Linked DNA regions of Zea mays: region 2 is linked to region 1. The links are chromatin contacts, called in public Hi-C maps. All regions are on one chromosome and are shown on one strand. The core of a region is the stretch at or near the end of the contact, and the rest is flanking DNA. Distances in the headings are between cores, read along the strand shown.

What was found. A called contact is a pair of places that touch in the nucleus more often than the background predicts.
Region 2: a Hi-C map of ear shows a contact between it and region 1, with 3 times the contacts expected there. The contact joins the promoter of LOC100217227 here to the promoter of LOC100217087 in region 1. A contact is called at or near these places in 5 of 25 Hi-C or Micro-C datasets (bundle sheath, ear, endosperm and 2 more).

What each region holds. Positions count from the first base shown.
Region 1 is chr1:59,333,508-59,337,208 of Zm-B73-REFERENCE-NAM-5.0, reverse strand. It overlaps LOC100217087, which reads left to right and starts at 2,009. Exons shown (of 5, transcript NM_001143456.1): 1 at 2,009-2,185; 2 at 2,531-2,567; 3 at 2,708-3,077. The coding sequence starts at 2,140.
Region 2 is chr1:59,565,122-59,568,822 of Zm-B73-REFERENCE-NAM-5.0, reverse strand. It overlaps LOC100217227, which reads right to left and starts at 2,008. Exons shown (of 9, transcript NM_001143583.1): 1 at 1,730-2,008; 2 at 1,187-1,389; 3 at 1,012-1,096; 4 at 827-894; 5 at 115-165. The coding sequence starts at 1,351.

The DNA of each region.
Region 1 (3,701 bases), core at 760-3,259:
TAGGTCTACATATAGTGTGTTTGGTTTGAGGGATGAGCTAGTCCATCATCTTCTCACTCCTCACTTTTTTGTTTGGTTTGTGGATTGGAATGAGTTGATCAATCACCATCTCATTCCTCATAGTTAATTAGTTAGTACTAATATGAGGATTGAGGTCATTCCACCAAATTTGAGGAATGGATCCATGATGCACCACCTCATTTTGAATGGAATGATTCCTCAAACCAAACAACCCCATAGTGTAGGAACATACCAGAAAAAGTTTGGTTACCAAAATTAAAAAAATAAAAATATATATTGCCGAGTGTCCAAAGAAGACACTCGGTAAAGAGGTCTTTGTCGAGTGCCAGATATTTGGCACTAGGCAAAGAAGCCCCTTTGCCGAGTGCCGACCTCGGTCCTCGGCAAAGGCTGACGGCCGTCAGCTTTAGAACGGCCGCTGACGGTCCTTTGCCGAGAGCCGCCTTTGCCGAGTGTTTGCCACTCGCCAAACGTGTCTTTGCCGAGAGTTTTTCTGTGCCGAGTGTCCTGCACTCGGTAAACCAGCTCGTTACCGAGAGCAGGACTTTGCCGAGTGCGGCTCTCGACAAAGGCTGCTTTACCGAGTGTCCGAGAAAAAACACTCGACAAAAAGGCTAGCACTCGGCAAATGTTGGCCGAATTGCGGTAGTGAGACGATGTTATAGGGTCGTCGTCCGGCCGTAAGCCCGCTGAGATTTGTGGGTAATATTCTGGACATCACCAATATATTGCTCGCTCGTACGTATGTCTGCCTGCTTGACGAGAAAAATTTGAGGCTTCGATTCACCCTCCTATACTAGTCGCCGCGCGCCGGTTGTTCTGATTTGGATATAGGTGGGCAGCCAGCTCGCCGGGCACGCACGCACGTCTACGCCGGGGATCGCCGCCCCAATCATAGCATAGGCTGCGCATGTGGACGGTCCTGATCGCCTCGCGGCCTAACGACGTGTGTAGTAACCCTGCATCCGTGGTGCTTGCCGCGCTAGAGACGTACTACTTTTTTGACGCGACCGGCCGAGACCGCGTAGCAAATGCATGCAGCAGCATGGTCGGTCGTACTCTGGTCTGGTACGTCGCGGTGCTCCAAAGTAACCGCGCCACACTAGGGCCAGCTGCGGTAGTTGCTGGTAAGGATTTAATTTTTCACTGCGCCTACCATTGTCTAGCTAGATTTTTTTTTCTCTCACGGCGGGTACTTTAATTTGGTATAGAAAAAAAAGGGTGGTGTGTTAGTATTTTACTTGCATGATTGCAACTTTTGCCAGGTTATCCTGCATGCATGCCCCCCCAATGCAAGCAGCTATCTGCCTAGAACTCTTATTATATGCCCCGCTAGCTTTCTAAACAGATTAATCGCCAACAAATGAGAATGTCCAAATAAATACGTACATATATATTTTCCTTATTAGAGCATGAAAAAGATCGGTCACATTGTTGATCAACAACGACAAGGAGAGAATATTGTTGATCACAGTAGCTAGACCGATGAACACAACACATGTGCGCCCGTGCATGTGATCGTGTCGTCGTTATATGTATGTCCTGAACAAACGAGCGAGGGAGATCGATGAACACAACATGCATGTACATGTGCGCTCATGTTACCTACATATCCTGAACAAACGAGGGAGCTAGGGAGAGATCGATCGACACATGTAGACGGCAAGTAACACAGTAAATATACATGTGTCATACGAGACGCGCCGCCTTACTGCGACATGTCGCGGATTACTGACACATAAGCCAGGCGAGGATGTGATTAGGATCGGGGTGTGGCGAGTGCGCCCGCCAACACGTATGCGCATGCAGAGCCACCGGAGGACCGGATGGCAAACAACTCTTCCCATAATTCAGCTGCAAAGCATGCAGCGCAGATCGAGACCCAGCCTCTCCTTATCAGATTATTACTTTAGCATTAGTTATCTCGCGTCGGGCCCTATAAATACCGTGCCGTGGCCAGGAAGGGAGATCGCATTGTGCTGTGTCAGGCGTGTGCGCAGTAGAGTGTTTGGCCTGAACTAGCGAAACAACACAAGCTAGCTAGACAGGCGGCCCCTGCTGCTTAGCTCTCGATCCTGTTGTTAGGCACCTATTGAGAGAGCTAGCTGAGCATTCAAGATGATTACTGTTGGGCACCCGGTGGTGTTTGCTGTGGGGATCCTAGGTATATATATGCAGTTATGCACGCATGCATGCTCACAGTTTTCTTTTGTGGAAGATGCGCTGCATTATTTTCTCACAAATTTAGCGCGGTATAGTTGTCGATCGATTGCTCTAAGCTACTTTTGTTAATCCCCGGCCCCCACCCCTGACAAACAGTCAGATAGTAAACATATATTTACTCTGCCGCTGAAGTGAAATATATAAAAACTGTCGCCCTGCTGCAAATTACGTGTTCGATCTGCTGGCAAGCTAATATATCACTCGATCCAGAGTTGCTGTTCATGTACAATATACATGTAAATAAATGAGCTAATTTTCGCTTGTTCTGTTTTTTTTCTCTCTACAGGCAACATCTTATCATTCTTGGTCACCCTTGCACCAGTGTGAGTATCATATCAGAGTACATGCATATATTATTCAGAATCAGAACTGCTCTAGCTAGCTAGCGCTCCTAATATTCATCATCATCACCTATTCACCTCTATGAAACAGTAATATATTGATGTACGTACGGTACGTGCAGGCCGACGTTCTACCGTGTTTACAAGAAGAAGTCGACGGAGTCGTTCCAGTCGGTGCCGTACGTGGTGGCTCTGCTGAGCGCAATGCTGTGGCTCTACTACGCGCTGCTCAGCGTGGACCTCCTCCTCCTCTCCATCAACACCATCGCCTGCGTCGTCGAGTCCGTCTACCTCGCCATCTACCTCACCTACGCGCCCAAGCCCGCGATGGCTTTCACCCTCAAGCTGCTCTGCACCATGAACATGGGGCTCTTCGGGGCCATGGTCGCCTTCCTGCAGTTCTACGTCGACGGGCAGCGCCGCGTCTCCATCGCCGGCGGCGTCGGCTCCGCCTTCGCCTTCGCCGTCTTCGTCGCTCCTCTCACCATCATCGTAAGCTAATAAGCTATAGCTAGCCGCATGCACATGCTTATAGGTGCCCAAACGGGCGGCCCGGCCCGGCACGGGCCCGTTAGGCACGACAGTTAAACGGGCCGTGCCCGGTCGGCCCACGTGCCGCAGATGCGGCCCAGGCACGGCACGCCGGCCTGGTAGCCGTGCCGGGCCGGCCCGTTTAATTTGCCCACGTTGTCCATTTAATCAGAAAAACTGCAAAAAAATTGGGCGCAGTGGGGTTTTGAACCCAGGACCTCCCTCTTCTAAGCTGGGAGCACTAAATGTAAGAGGCTAACCAGTAGAACTCTAGCGTATTTGTTGTAAATAGCAAATATAAAATCTAAATATATATATACTATGTTTTATAAAATAAAAAAAATATAATCGTGCCGGGCCGGGCCGGCACTGCGGGCCGAGACAGCGGCCCAAGCACGGCACGGCTGTCGTGTCGGGCCCGACCCGGCACTATTAAACGGGCCGTGCTTCGGGCCGGCCCGTTAAGCACGGCCCATTTGGCCATCTATACACATGCTCTAGTGTCTAATACTCGGAGTGTCAACTGGCAACTGCATGCTAATAACGACTAGCTAGTAATAATCAAACATTTTGTTTTATTTGTCG
Region 2 (3,701 bases), core at 759-3,258, 230 kb before region 1:
AGCCATGTAGCAGGGTTCTCTGTGTACTTGGGATTGGTCCTCTTTCTTTCTCTCTAATATATAAAAGATACACAGTCCTCCTGTGTGTTCATGAAAAAAGAAACAAACACCTACCACTAGGACACGATTAAGTGGCAGTTTATAATAGGCAGCAAGTGGGCCGACCTGCAAGTGAAAACAGAGACTGATCACTAGTAGTCATCAAACAAGAATTGTGTAAACGATTTTGTATGTCCAGTTAAAGAAAATAAGACATACATAATCAGAAACCCATAATGCATCAAGATTACTATCAATAAACAGAACACATGGTTAAGGGTGTGTTTGGTTTGGCTTTTGGCTTTGGCTTTTGCCCCCTAAAAGCCAAAAGCCAACCAAAGGGCTGGATCCAGGAAGCAGCTTTTTCTAAAAGCCGACTTTCTCGTAGTGCAAAACTGAAAGCACCCCTGGACCTGCTTTTAGTGGCTTTTGGATGGAACTGTGAAAACATATATCGAAGAACTTTTAACGACTTTTAGTGGTTTCCACCAAACGATTTTTAGCTTTTTAACAGCACACAGCCTACAGCAGCTTTTTCCACAGCTCACAGCCCACAGCAACTTTTTCCACAGCCACAGCCCAACCAAACAGACCCTAAGTTTACATCATTACATGTGCAATGGGACCTCAAATTCAAGAGGTAGCAGGTGAAACATCGGATAGCATTTAGTTGCATCAGCTAAATTAATGCCCATACCACAGAAAATCAGTGAAAGAAACAAAGTATGCAAGAATAGAATAGTACAAGGCAGGAGAACTAGGAAACACGCCCAGAAGTGTCACTTACAGATTCTCCACTGAGATTCATATAAGTCTGGGGCTTGGCAAGAAGAACAGGGACTCCATCAACCATCCCTGAATCAATGGCGCGGACAACACATTCATTTAACCCTTTGTGCTAAGAAACAAAAACATGTATCACAAAATATGAGGAGTGATATTCTTTCTCAGGGTGCGTAAATGGCGCCAAACCTTCACCAAAGAGTGCTTTGAAGTAATGTGTAGTCAGGGGTATACCCTGGGATTGCGCAAATGCATCTATCATATCAAAACCCACCTGTGAGCAAACAAATTGCAAGAAAAAATACGAACATAAGTACCATGATATTGAGAAATTTTGAGATACAAGATGAGATGTGCAACTTACGTTGTGCCTGGTGGATTGATACTTCTCACCAGGGTTGCCAAGACCCACAAATAACCATGGTTGTATCGGGGAGAAGGACGAGGAAAAAGATGAATATGATGAAGATGTCTGAACGGTAGAAGTACAACATTTTGAAAGGAAGGGCATGAATCTATTCCAGGGCATCTCCTTCACGGTTTATTCAATCAGATCCGTCCAGAAATCTAATGAGCCAAAAAATCAGATGTCAATGTCTTGAAAGCAAGACAAATCTGTTCTTGAAATACACCACAGTGAACCAGACAGGAACATAAAAATATGAACTGAACAGCTAGCACATCCAACACTGCCTTATACTTACACATGCCAGAACTAAGATCGGTTTAAACCTTGCAGTGCAGCAGAAAATCAGATATTCAGAACTGAATTTGGCATATAATCTTAGCTTAGGCATTTCATCGAACACCTCCAGGGAGAGACGGTAGTGCTGCACTGCTGCTCCCATCTTCTCGATTCGTACAAGCGTTTGCAATTTAGGAAAGGAAAATTTCAATCAGTCCGTACCCCTGCTGCCGTGCTGCGCTGGAGCGCCTTCTCCTGACCTCCTATGCAGCAGTGTGCAGTTGGTGTTGTCTGCGGCAGCTCGGCGCAGTTGGTGTTGTCTCGCAGGCCATCGGCCATTAGCCATTAGCCATTAGCCATACAACATACTAATAATACTACCTGACCGCTTGTAGAAATAGAAGAGAGCAGCTGGGCACTGCCTCGACGGCGATGAGCTTATAGATTAGGCTGGCTGGCAGGCAACGAGCGTCATGGAGTGAGGCTGTGACTGTGAGGGAGATATGGTGGTTGTGCGGCACTGGGCGGCCGGCCGCGGGCGATGAGATGGGCAACAACAGGATGCCGGGACGGCAGTCGGCAGCCGGCAGGAATGCCCACTAGGGTAGAGCAGGCGCGTAGGTGGATGCCTGAGTTGCTTTGTTGGGCTCGAGGTCAGGCCGTCAAGGACTCAGGGACATGTCTCATACTCTCATGGACTCATGGGCCGCGGCCCGCGGGAGGTGGCACCTGGCCGGTGGGTCGTTCCAGAGGTGGGGACATGGAGTTTGAGTACGGGTAATTCGGCCGAATTTTTTGTTTTTAGCCCCTTTTATGACACAAATCTACGTTTGGACCCCCACAAATTTTATTTACACGTTTGGATCCGATGCTCGGCGTCATAGGCTGTGGCGCCGAGGTAACACAGCTCGGCGCCACAGCCTATGGCGCCAAGCTGTGACGTGGCCATGGCGGGCAGGGGTGACGTGGATGTCCGCATGGCACCTAGCTCGGCGCCACAGATCTTGGCGCCGAGCTAGGAATTAACCACAATCCCCTTTTCTCTGTGTTTCTTCTCTGTTACTTTTCAGCTTCTACGCGCCCTAGCCGCCGCTGTTCCCGACCACCGCCGAGCTCCGCCCTCCCCGCCCGCCGAGCTTCGACGACCGCGCTCGCTCGCCCCGCCCGCCGAGCTCGCCAGCGCCGGCCGCCGCGCGCCTGGCACCACGCCAGCTCCCGCCCCGGCCCGGCCACCGCGCCACCGCGCCAGCTCCCGCCCCGGCCACTGCCGCCAGGTAATTTTTTTTTGTTTTTAATTACTTAGTTATTAAATTGTTAGCTATTGTTAGTGTTTAGTAATTAGTTAGCTATCCACTTATTTATTGTTTAGTAAATAGTTAGATATTTATTTTCTTGTTAGTGTTTATTAAAATAGTTAGCTAGTTTCTTGCTTAGCATATTGTTAGTGTTTAGTAAATTCTTAGTGATTATATAGTTAGCATTTTGTTTAGCACATTGATATTACATGTTTTCTGTGTTGGCAACCATCATGTTGTCGTTTATTTGCAGGTTCTATAAACATCACTTTACAGGGGAGGTGCTGCCAAATTTTTTATTGACAATAGTTTTTTTTGTACGTAGGTGTTCATCCGACTTGACCTTCTCCACCGTTAGCTGGACTCGTACGCGATCTCAGGTATACATTGTTTTCGTACATTATTCATAGATTATGTAATTTCGTTTGATGTGTTCATTTAATATTTACTATATAGTTATTAGTTAATATATATTTATTACTTAGTAAGTTTTTAGGCTTAAGTATATAGCCATTATTGAGTTAGTAATCCATTTTGCAATAGATGGATAGCCTAGTAACACTATACCATGGAGGAAGGGTGGAGATAGATGCTTATGAGAATGTTACTTTTGATGGTATGAAGATCGTGACCATGTTGTTCGATGAAAGACCATCTTTTGATAAGATTTTCGCTCGAGCTTGTGAGGAGATTAGTTGCGACATAAACGACCCTAGAATATCAATTCAGGGTTTGTTGTCCCATATTACATATGGAACAGTTGTCCGACGGTTGATCTCCATTGTAACACCCTGAATTTGGGGGTATAAAATTTCTTTGCTCATATTCACAAATTCAGGTGTTGCTTCCTTTTCTCATCCTTCCTCATTCTCTTCTTTCTCATTTCTATAGGAGTTAAG